Linked DNA regions of Sus scrofa: region 1 is linked to region 2. Evidence: chromatin contacts called from public Hi-C data. All regions are on one chromosome and are shown on one strand. The core of a region is the stretch at or near the end of the contact, and the rest is flanking DNA. Distances in the headings are between cores, read along the strand shown.

Region 1 (4,878 bases), core at 1,068-3,567, 68 kb before region 2:
CAGGAAAGTCTTGGAGTACTTTTCTTAGAGCTTATAAACTGTGGCCTACAGCATAACTACACAGCATTGTCTCTGCAACAGCTCTGGTTTGATCCCTGGCCCTGGAGCTTCCACATACCTCAGGTGCAGCCACAAAAAAAGAAAAGAAAAGAAAAAAAAAAAAACCTGGGTAATTTTCCCTCTCCCCCTCATGACCCTCTCTTTTCACCTCTGAACGCTCCCAGAGAAGGGAAATGGCTGTGGTGACTGCTTATTCGTCCACTCAACACCTACCACGTGCCGGTCCCCATAGCACGGGGCTCGTGTGTGGGCTGAAGTGGGCCAAGTGTGCCAAGCACTGTTGGACGTGCTTAGAAAGGTGGGTGGATTTCGGAGTTCCTGTCGTGGCGCAGTGGTTAACGAATCTGACCAGGAATCATGAGGTTGCGGGTTGGATCCCTGCCCTTGCTCAGTGGGTTTGGGTTAAGGATCTGGCGTTGCTGTGAGCTGTGGTGTAGGTTGCAGACATGGCTCAGATCCCTGTTGGTGTGGCTCTGGCGTAGGGCTACAGCTCCTATTCGACCCCGAGCCTGGGAATATCCATATGCCCAGGGAGCAGCCTAAGAAATGGCAAAAAGACCGAAAAAAAAGAAAAGAAAAGAAAGGTGGGTGTGAGGGAAATAGTGTTATTACCCCCATTTTATGGATGGAGTGACTGAGGCATATGGGGGCAAAGGAACTTGCTGCTTGTTACACTGCTATGTTGGGGTGGGGGCAAGATTTGAACCCGGGCTGTCCTATACCTTAAGGCCCTCCTGCCATCCTCTGCCACCTCTCCGACCTGATCCCTCACTTAATTTGATGTTGGCCTCCCTGGAAGGTCCACACGTTGCATGAAGACACTGAGGCCAGGAGAGTTGGCGTGCAGACCAATAGCCTGCCTGGGGTTTGGACACCACACCCGAGGCCCTGACTCCAAACACGGCTCCTCCCCAGGCACCTGGTGGCACTGCCATCTCAGGCCCTGGACTCTGTCTGGTGCTGTGCCCCTCACATCGCCCACCAAGTAGCAGCTGACCTCAGGGGGCTCTAAGGGCACCTCTCTGCTCTTCTTTCATGGAAGCTTTTTTGCTTTTTAGGGCCGCACCTGCGGCATATGGAAGTTCCCAGACTAGGGGTTGAATCTGAGCTACAGCTGCCAGCCTACACCACAGCCACAGCAATACGGGATCCAAGCCGCGTCTGCCACCTACAACCTCACGGCCATGCCGGACCCTTAACCCAGTGATCAAGGTCAGGGATGGAACCTGCATCCTCACAAACACTGGTCTGATTTGTTTCTGCTGTGCCACAATGGGAACTTTTTTCTTTTCTTTTTTTTTTTTCTTTCTTTCTTTCTTCCTTCCTTTCTTTCTTTCTTTCTTCCTTTCTTTCTTTCTTTCTTTCTTTCTTTCTTTCTTTCTTTCTTTCTTTCTTTCTTTCTTTCTTTCTTTCTTTCTTTCTTTCTTCCTTCCTTCCTTCCTTCCTTTCTTTCCTTTCTTTTCTTTCTTTCCTTTCTTTTCTTTCTTTCTTTTAAAGCTCTGTCTCTGGCTAGAAAATTGTTCCGTCTGCCCATGCCTGTTGACTTGTTCTGTTTCCGCCAGGCCATTTCCTCTGGCTAGTTCATATCCTTTGCCTATTCCGCCGCTGCTCGGCTGTTTATTTTAGGCAGGTCCGCTGTCTGATTCTAGGATCAGGACAGAAAAATTCCTCTGATCTCATCAATCGAGAGGCAACATCTTCTTCATCCCTTTTCTCTCCTGCAACACCTTGGAAAATAACCACGTGCCCCTCATGCTGAATACGAGGGTGAGAATGAGAAGGCAGACATTGTCCAGTCCCCAGGCCTCCAGCCTCACAGTAAAAACTAAGTGTCAACTGGCAGATTTTTCCCTGCACATGTTACAGACGCCTGTGTCTGTCTGGGGCAGTGGTCCCCCAGGGCATAAACCAGTCCTCTAGTCTGTTGACCCATTCCTTATGGGCAGGGCTGTACCTGGCTCACCTTGCCCCACAGCCTGGGGCCTGGCCAGCAGGAACCTTCCATCCATATGTGTCTGTCAAGGGAAGGACAGGGGCTGCTCGTAGGTATTCGGTGGGAAGACCCAGGAATATAGAAACTGGCCCAGAGCATCCATGGAGAGAACACCCAAGGCTTTTCTTCTCAGTTTGCCAGACACCTCCCCATTTGTATATTTGCTAGACCTGTTTCCTATTCTGAAAACCACACATATCTTTTCTCTAGGTACCAGGTGGCTGCGGCCCTTTGGCCCACCCCGTAACTCATCGAGGCCCAGGTCCTCAATCTGGAAAGCCCATGCCATCATTCCAATTCTGGCTGCCTCTAGCTCCCTCCCCTTCCCCTGAGCGAGGCGGAGTGGGCTCATGTTTGAGAAACTTCTCAGTAACGCAGAGACAGCCCAAATGCCAGCTTGCTTACTGTCCCTTCATAACTTCCCTAAAAGGAAGCTTGTTATGCTGAGTGGTGCCTCGGCCTGTGTCATCAGCCAAATCTTATTCAGAACAATTCAATTATTTTATAAATTGGGATGACGCGTCTGGGGATCGGAACAGCAAGGGTGAGGTTTGCATCCAGTAAAAATAGGTTGTGCCGTGTCTGACAAGCACGCTCCCTAGGCACGTGGTTGCTGGGGGAGGGCTAATTAGCATGATGTCGGAATATGAAATAGCCTGTATCTGAGCATTTTTGACTTAAACATCCTGACACTTCGCCATTACGTCTGTGATCAGGTTTCACATGAGACCATCTCATAACAAACTTCTCTGTAACTAAAGCCAGGTTGATACTGTCACATGAAGTCCCAGTCTGGATAAACTCAGGTTAAGTTTTAAAGTTTTACTGTAATCTAAGTGAGGGACAGTTTAGCTCCGGTCAGTGTGGAGGCCAACCAACGTGTGTTTGCGATGGCATGGAACCGTGATCGTGGGTCCTCTGTGCATGGAAGACCTCCTGCCTGCTCCAAGCCCAGGGCCCCATCCTGTCTTCACATTACCATGTGCTCTTAAAAGAGTCAGTGCCCAAGCCCCTTCCCAGGTCTTCCTGGCAATGCAATCAAGTCAGGCCTTTGCAGTTTTCCTGTAACTGCAGATTGACGTCTCTCATTAATCACCAGGTCCGCAGAGGGGTGTCTGGCCTAAGCTGAGAAATGTTTCTTCGTGGAATCAGAAAACACAAGCGACAGAAGATTGGGTTCTGTTCACTTTTTTTTTTTTTAATCTTTTTTTTAAGGGCTGCACCCTTGGCACTTGGAGGATCCCAGGCTAGGGGTTGAATAGGAGCTGCAGCTGCCGGCCCACATCACAGCCACAGAAATGCAGGATCCAAGCTGCGTCTGCAACCTACACCACAGCTCACTGCAACGCAGGATCTTTAACCCACTGAGCGAGGCCAGGGATCGAACCCATGTTCTCATGGATATTAGTCGGTTTGTTGCCACTGAGCTGCAGGGGAACTCCTCTGTTCACTTTTTAAGGCCATGCACATCAGTGGGTTCTTGATAAAGGGTTGTGTTCCTACAGGCCGTGGGTCCCCGTGTAGTACAATGACAGGCACCCAGATGGCCCCAGAAAAGTGGCTTGGGTAGTAAAGGCGGCCAGGGATTTGGTGGGTGGGTATAGGAATACACTGTCCCATCGTGTTGACTTGCCAGCTAATCCTGGTGCTGAGAAAACGACACCCCCCCCCACTTTAATCGCCTCCTGACCTGCCTTGTATTCAGAATAACAGCAGCCTAAATTCTGATCCTTGGGTTTTATCAAATCTTTTTTTAGCCAGTCAGGGGACAGTGCAGCTGGGTGTGGCCGTGTGTGTGGATGACGACACCCTGAAATAATGAAGACTGTGCCCTAGGCAGTGGGCCTAAGCCCAGCAGGAGAGCTCCCTGCGGACGGGGCAAGAAGTGGGGGTCCTGGCTTGTCTTGATGCCCAAGCTGGGAGTGCCCCCTGCCCCCAGTAAGCAGAATTTCTCTCCAGAATGAAAGTTCAGACATTCGAGTGAGTTGGGCTTGTTTTCTCAGGTTTTCTGACTCCGCATGGCTTTCCTTTCATCTGATAAGGAAGATTTGGTAAAGACAGAGGGCTCTGCCAGCCTAGCAGGGAGTGGGGAAGATGCTTCCTTACACATTTGATGACTTTTTTACAGCTCGAATCCTGGTCTTGCTGCGGTTTGCTCTGTAACCTCGTGTGTTGTAGTGGGGGCGGTGCAGGGGCCGAAGGGCCGAAGGGTCGGATCAAATGAGGGCACCTGCTGCCAACCCGTGTAAACTAGTGGCCATTTGGGTATAAACCTGACACTCCTAAGACCCAGCTTGTGGGGAATCTCCAACCCTTTAGGTAGATCAATTCATCAAACTGGAATTCAGTGCATTTAAATGACTTAAGCTCTGTTGAGTCTCAAAGTCATTGTGTTTGAAGCTCAGCCTTAATTTCCATCCCTTTTTCATACCCGCCAGGGTTTCCCTTGTCCCTAGAGTCCAGCGGTGTCCCTGAGGTGGCCAGTCCCTCGCCACTGCCTCCTTGTGTTCTTTTTTCTTTTCTTTTTATAGCAGCACTGGTGGCATATGGAAGTTTTCGGGCCAGGGATTGAATCCAAGCTGCAGCTGCCACAGCACCAGATCTTTTAAGCCATTGCGCTGGGCCAGGGGCCAGGGATTGAACCAGAAACAGGACCTTCACAGGGGCCTGAGCCACTGTGCAGTGAGGTTCTTAACCCGCTGTGCCACAGTAGGAACTCCTCCTCGTGGTCTCTGAACACGTCACATTTGAGTCCCCACCCCAGAGTTCCTGTTGTGGCTCAGCGGAAATGAATCTGACCAGTATCCATTGAGGATGTGGGTTTG
Region 2 (4,714 bases), core at 1,074-3,573:
CTGTCCCCAGAACCAAGCATCACCCAGCAGGAAGCTTTCCTCTTGGCATTTGAGGCATCGCATCCTGTTCATTCACAGCGGTCCAGACTTGTTTAGGATACATGCCTTTAGATCTCTTGGGTTGGGAGTTACAGGTAATTTGGTAAAGCAAACACCATAACTGGTCTCTTACGTAACCCTAAGCTGGCAGCAGGGCACCTTGCTCAGAGATTAAGCAACGCTCTCATCCAGGGAGGTGAGCTTCCTTTTATGGAGGGATAAATGCTCTGGTTTGCTCAGAGCCATTGCATATATTCTTCTTATGACTGGCTGACTTCAGTGATTCTTTGGAGTTAATCTTTAAAGGGGAATGGCAGGATTCCACTTAACTTCTGGAAGCTTAAGAGCTGGCCCTGTGTGCCTCTAGACTAGAGAGTGTTTTTAGTAGTAGTGTGACTGTTTTTAGTAGTAGCGTGACTGCGCTTAGGTGATCATAAAGTTGGGGAGAGGGGAAAGGACCTGGGACTCCAACTGCCATGGGACCTAAACTTGCAAAGTATTTGGAAGGTCAGAAAGTTGTAGCTTTTTTTTTTTTTTTTTTGTCTTTTCTACGGCAGCTCCTGCGTCACATGGAGGTTCCCAGGCTAGGGGTCGAATCGGAGCCACAGCAATGCCAGATCCGAGCCGCGTCTGCAACCTACACCATAGCTCACAGCAACACCAGATCCTTAACCCACTGAGCAAGGCCAGGGCTCGAACCCACAACTTCATGGTTCTTAGTCGGATTCGTTGACCACTGAGCCAAGACGGGAACTCGGGAAAGTTGTAGCTTTTTAATGGGATTAACATATACAGACTACTGCATATAATATAGATAACTAACAAGGACTTAGTGTATAGCACAGGGAACTGTATACTCAATATTCTGTAACAACCTTTAAGGAAAAATAATCTGTAAAAAATGTGTATGTGTGTATCTGAATCACTGTGCAGTACACCTGAAACTCACATGACATTCTAAATCAACTATACTTCATTTAACAAATAATAATAGAAAAAGCTGGGAGGAAGAAAGTCTTAGCCTTTTAAAAGAACTGACATCCTGGAGCTCCCGTCATGGCGCAGCGGAAATGATTCCGACTAGGAACCATGAGGTTTCGGGTTCGATCCCTGGCCTCGCTCAGTGGGTTAAGGATCTGGCATTGCCATGACCTGTGCTCTAGGTTGCAGACTAGGCTCAGATCTGGCATTGCTGTGACTCTGGCACAGGCCGGTAGCAACAGTTCCAAGTAGACCCCTAGCCTGGGAACCTCCATGTGCCGCAGGTGCAGCCCTAAAAAGACAAGAGACAAAAAAAAAAATAAAAATAAAAATAAAAATTAAAAATAAAAGAACCAGCAATCCTGCCACCAGACATCTAACCTGAAAAAAGGCGAGCCAAGGTAACTTTTCAATTGTAACATACGTTCTTTCTATTTATTCTTTTCCTATTCAAAACAGAAAATGTTCAGGCTATGAGTCTCTCAAACAGGACAAGCTCTTAATGTTTCTTTTCTCAGTTTCAGAGACTAGGTTCTCTAGAATGTTTTGGTATCTTTGAATTCAGTAGCTGTTCGAAAGTGATCGAAGTGGTTCATAGTCCTAGTTCTCAAATTACAGTCATAGATTTTCCAGTGATACTCTTAGGATCTCTTCCCACATTCTCACTGGGGCGTACAAGTGGGGAATTGGGACATTCATCCAATAAAGTTCAATTGGAAGAGGAAACAAAAAAGACCTTATTTCAAAATGAATTGCACTTTCTTCTTTAGAAACAGAGTTCATTGACCAAGACAGATTTCCAAATGTTTTCTCTAATCCCCCCGGTATATGAAACTGTGATTGAAGGGTTCAGAAAATTACAGGGCTCAAACAGTTTGCCAAGATGGTGGTTTCCAGGTTTCTCCAAGCCTTAAAAATTCCCTGGAGGCTAATTGCTATTTACTGCTGAAGACCTTCCTCCTTTTCTTCTGTAACATTTTCCATCTGAAGAAGGGTCGTCCCATTCAGCCGCCGAGCCTGGTGACTGAGTGGCTGAATGGAATTACTACCAATGGAAACTATGCTGCAAGAGGGGTAGATAGAGCAGCTGCACAGCAAACCTCCGCTCTTTTTCCATCCTCCCCAAGCAAAGTTAATTAGCATAGGGAAAATGACTAAGGTGTTGACGTCACCTCTTTCCAGTAGAAACTTACACTCTGTCCCTGTCTGCCGCGAGCAAGCAGGACTTGACTCAGGAATTTGGTGTCCAAACAGGATGCTCTGGAAGTGGAGCTTTTTTTTTTCTTTTTTTTTTTTTTTTCCCCGGGGGGGCTGGACCTCATGCTTTATAAGCGCCGGCTGGGGAAAGAACCCACAGCCTCTGTAAAGGAACTTCACTTGGAGCTCGTCTCCGGGAGCCTATTGCTTTCACCTTAAGAAAGCAAGATGCATTTTAGAAACTTTAACTACAGTTTTAGCTCCCTGATTGCCTGTGTGGCAAACAGTGATGTCTTCAGCGAAAGTGAAACCAGGGTAAGGCTTCTACTCTCATGTGGTTTTTGAACATTGTCAAAGCGTGTGTTAACTGGGACTACGTACGAACTGAAATCTTTGTTTGGAGCGGGGTGGGGGAGGGGTGTAGGTGGTTCTCTTGTGGCTTTGGGGTTTTGAAAGTCCTCCAGAATACTTTGAACCTTGAAAAGCAGAAGGTGTTGCCGGAGGAATTGACTGTGATGGCATTTTCAAAGCTCTCAATGCTTAAAAACCATCCTCATCTCCAGACCAATTAATTAGTAAGCAGCCTTTGGCACTGGGTTTTTGTCATTCTGTACAGGTCGTAAGTAAACTTTGGAGGGAGGGCTTGTCTGACAAAGAACAGAACGTTTGGCTTTGGCATCCGAAGTTCAGAGTACTTGGATTTTTATCTTAGGAAATAAATGTTGTAAAGACATTTGAGGGTTTGCCGTCATTACAACGGCCTGTCTTCAAGTTTCCAGCTTTCTCTCGCTGGAGAAAATGCAGCCATAGCAAATAATAAAACTGGATAAATAACTTATAAGTGTACCTCCTGGGAAGCAGCTCTCATTGGTGGTAGTTAATATAATTAGCCATTTTAATTACGATGCTTTCTTCTTCATTTGATGAAAATGTAAGATTTTTCAGCAGTAGCTGTGCAGGTATCTAGTTGATCTCCAACCACTAGGGAATGGATTCTGTATGTTCTTTTTGGAGGGCACAGGTCATGTTATAGCTTTATATCCAAAGCTAATCAAATTTAACTCCATCACTGGGTGCTACGCTTGCAAGCCCAGACTGGCGTTTCAGAACCAGTATTAGAAGATGTTGCATGGGTAAAAATACTACAAAGCCAGCCATTTAATATTAGCTTTATATGTGTCAAATCACTGATTTACTTATTTAATTGAGATGCTCTCCAATCACTACCATAACTAGGTATCAGTTAGTAGAATAAACACGATTATTTTCTAAGAGAACAGTACAATAGCAATATGAAATTAGCAAGACAATGTGGGTTCTCTTGCGTCCTGGTCCTAGGCCCTGACTTGTATTCTAAGAACATTCATCAAAGGCATCTCTCCTAGGAGTTCCCTTCGTGGCTCAGTGGTTAACGAACCTGACTAGGATCCATGAGGATGTGGGTTTGACCTCTGGCCTCCGTGAGGGGGTTGGGGATCTAGTGTTGTCCTGAGCTGTGGTGTAGGTCGCAGTCCGACTTGGATCCCATGTTGCTGTGGCTGTGGTGTAGGCCAGCAGCTGTAGCTCCAATTCAAGTTTCAAGTTTCCTAGCCTGGAAACTTCGGTGCTGAGGGTGTGGCCCTAAAAAGCCAAAAAAAAAAAAAAAAAAGGCATCTCTCCTAAATTATGAATAATAACTTTAAAACGAAACAGTGGGTCACAGTGCCCGTGGATGAGGTTGTGTGAGATTCCAAATCTGCACAGACACCCTTCCCCCGCCACACTTGCCCCAGCTTAGAAGAGGGGGAGAACAAGCCACCTGCAGCCAGATGAAATCTCTCGGGTTGATCATCTGTCGAGCTTGCTTTCTTCTTCTTTGCCTCTGCAACACCCCTCGTTGGAAAATCACAGATGTTTCCATCCACTAAAGAAAAGCCAGTATATTTGAAGAGAGAAAGTTTGTGAGTTGGTCTCACTCCTGGTGAACGGCCTGCCAGCAGGGAACGCAGGACCTGCCTGCAGCCCTGCCCTGCGGTAGACAGCAGGTACTACAGGGCTGTGGGAGGGCCGTCCGCTCCCCCACTTTCTAGCGCTGGATGTTCCCAAAGATGTTCCCCTCTTGTTGGGCATTCTCTCTTCCCCTCTGCGAAGCTCTGTGGCTCCTCCTCCTCTCACCAGTCACCTGGGTAGAGGGCACCTGCCCCCTCCAGGCTCTCAGCCACCCTCCACCACCTGCCTCTCACTGTCCTCAGTGTTTAGCCTGAAGGAAAAAAAAAAAAAAAAAAAAAAGACTCAGAAAACACAGTGACTAAAATCTCCCTGGAAGTTTCCAGACTGTCCATCAACTCCCTCTCTGGTTGGAAAGATTGCAGTGGCCTCCTAGCACCCCCGCACAACAGACACTCCCACCCAGGACTCAGGCCAAGGAGTACTCCCCAGAGCTGTTCCCAGGAGCCCACAGTCTCCCTCCTGAATCTAGGCTTTGACTGTTAAACTGGGGCTATTCTAAGAGCTCATG

Evidence for each region. A called contact is a pair of places that touch in the nucleus more often than the background predicts.
Region 1: a contact with region 2 is called in a Hi-C map of retroperitoneal adipose tissue, with 2.7 times the contacts expected there. The contact joins the enhancer-like site here to the promoter of RCAN1 in region 2. A contact is called at or near these places in 4 of 5 promoter capture datasets (fetal liver, fetal skeletal muscle, liver and 1 more), 38 of 47 Hi-C or Micro-C datasets (adipocytes, adipose tissue, alveolar macrophages and 18 more) and 2 of 2 datasets of contacts at active chromatin or transcription factors (alveolar macrophages and skeletal muscle).

The regions. Positions count from the first base shown.
Region 1 is chr13:198,181,715-198,186,592 of Sscrofa11.1, reverse strand. It overlaps a transcript of RCAN1 not described here. Among named protein-coding and RNA genes, the nearest start is that of CLIC6, 67 kb to the left of the region's middle. Within about 2 kb of position 2,317, at least 2 of the 83 cell types and tissues checked have an H3K27ac peak or open chromatin away from gene starts, as enhancers often do. A contact at or near this core is called in retroperitoneal adipose tissue, where this site is marked.
Region 2 is chr13:198,114,152-198,118,865 of Sscrofa11.1, reverse strand. RCAN1 (regulator of calcineurin 1) reads left to right here and starts at 2,323. Exons shown (of 4, transcript NM_001243913.1): 1 at 2,323-2,532. The coding sequence starts at 2,446.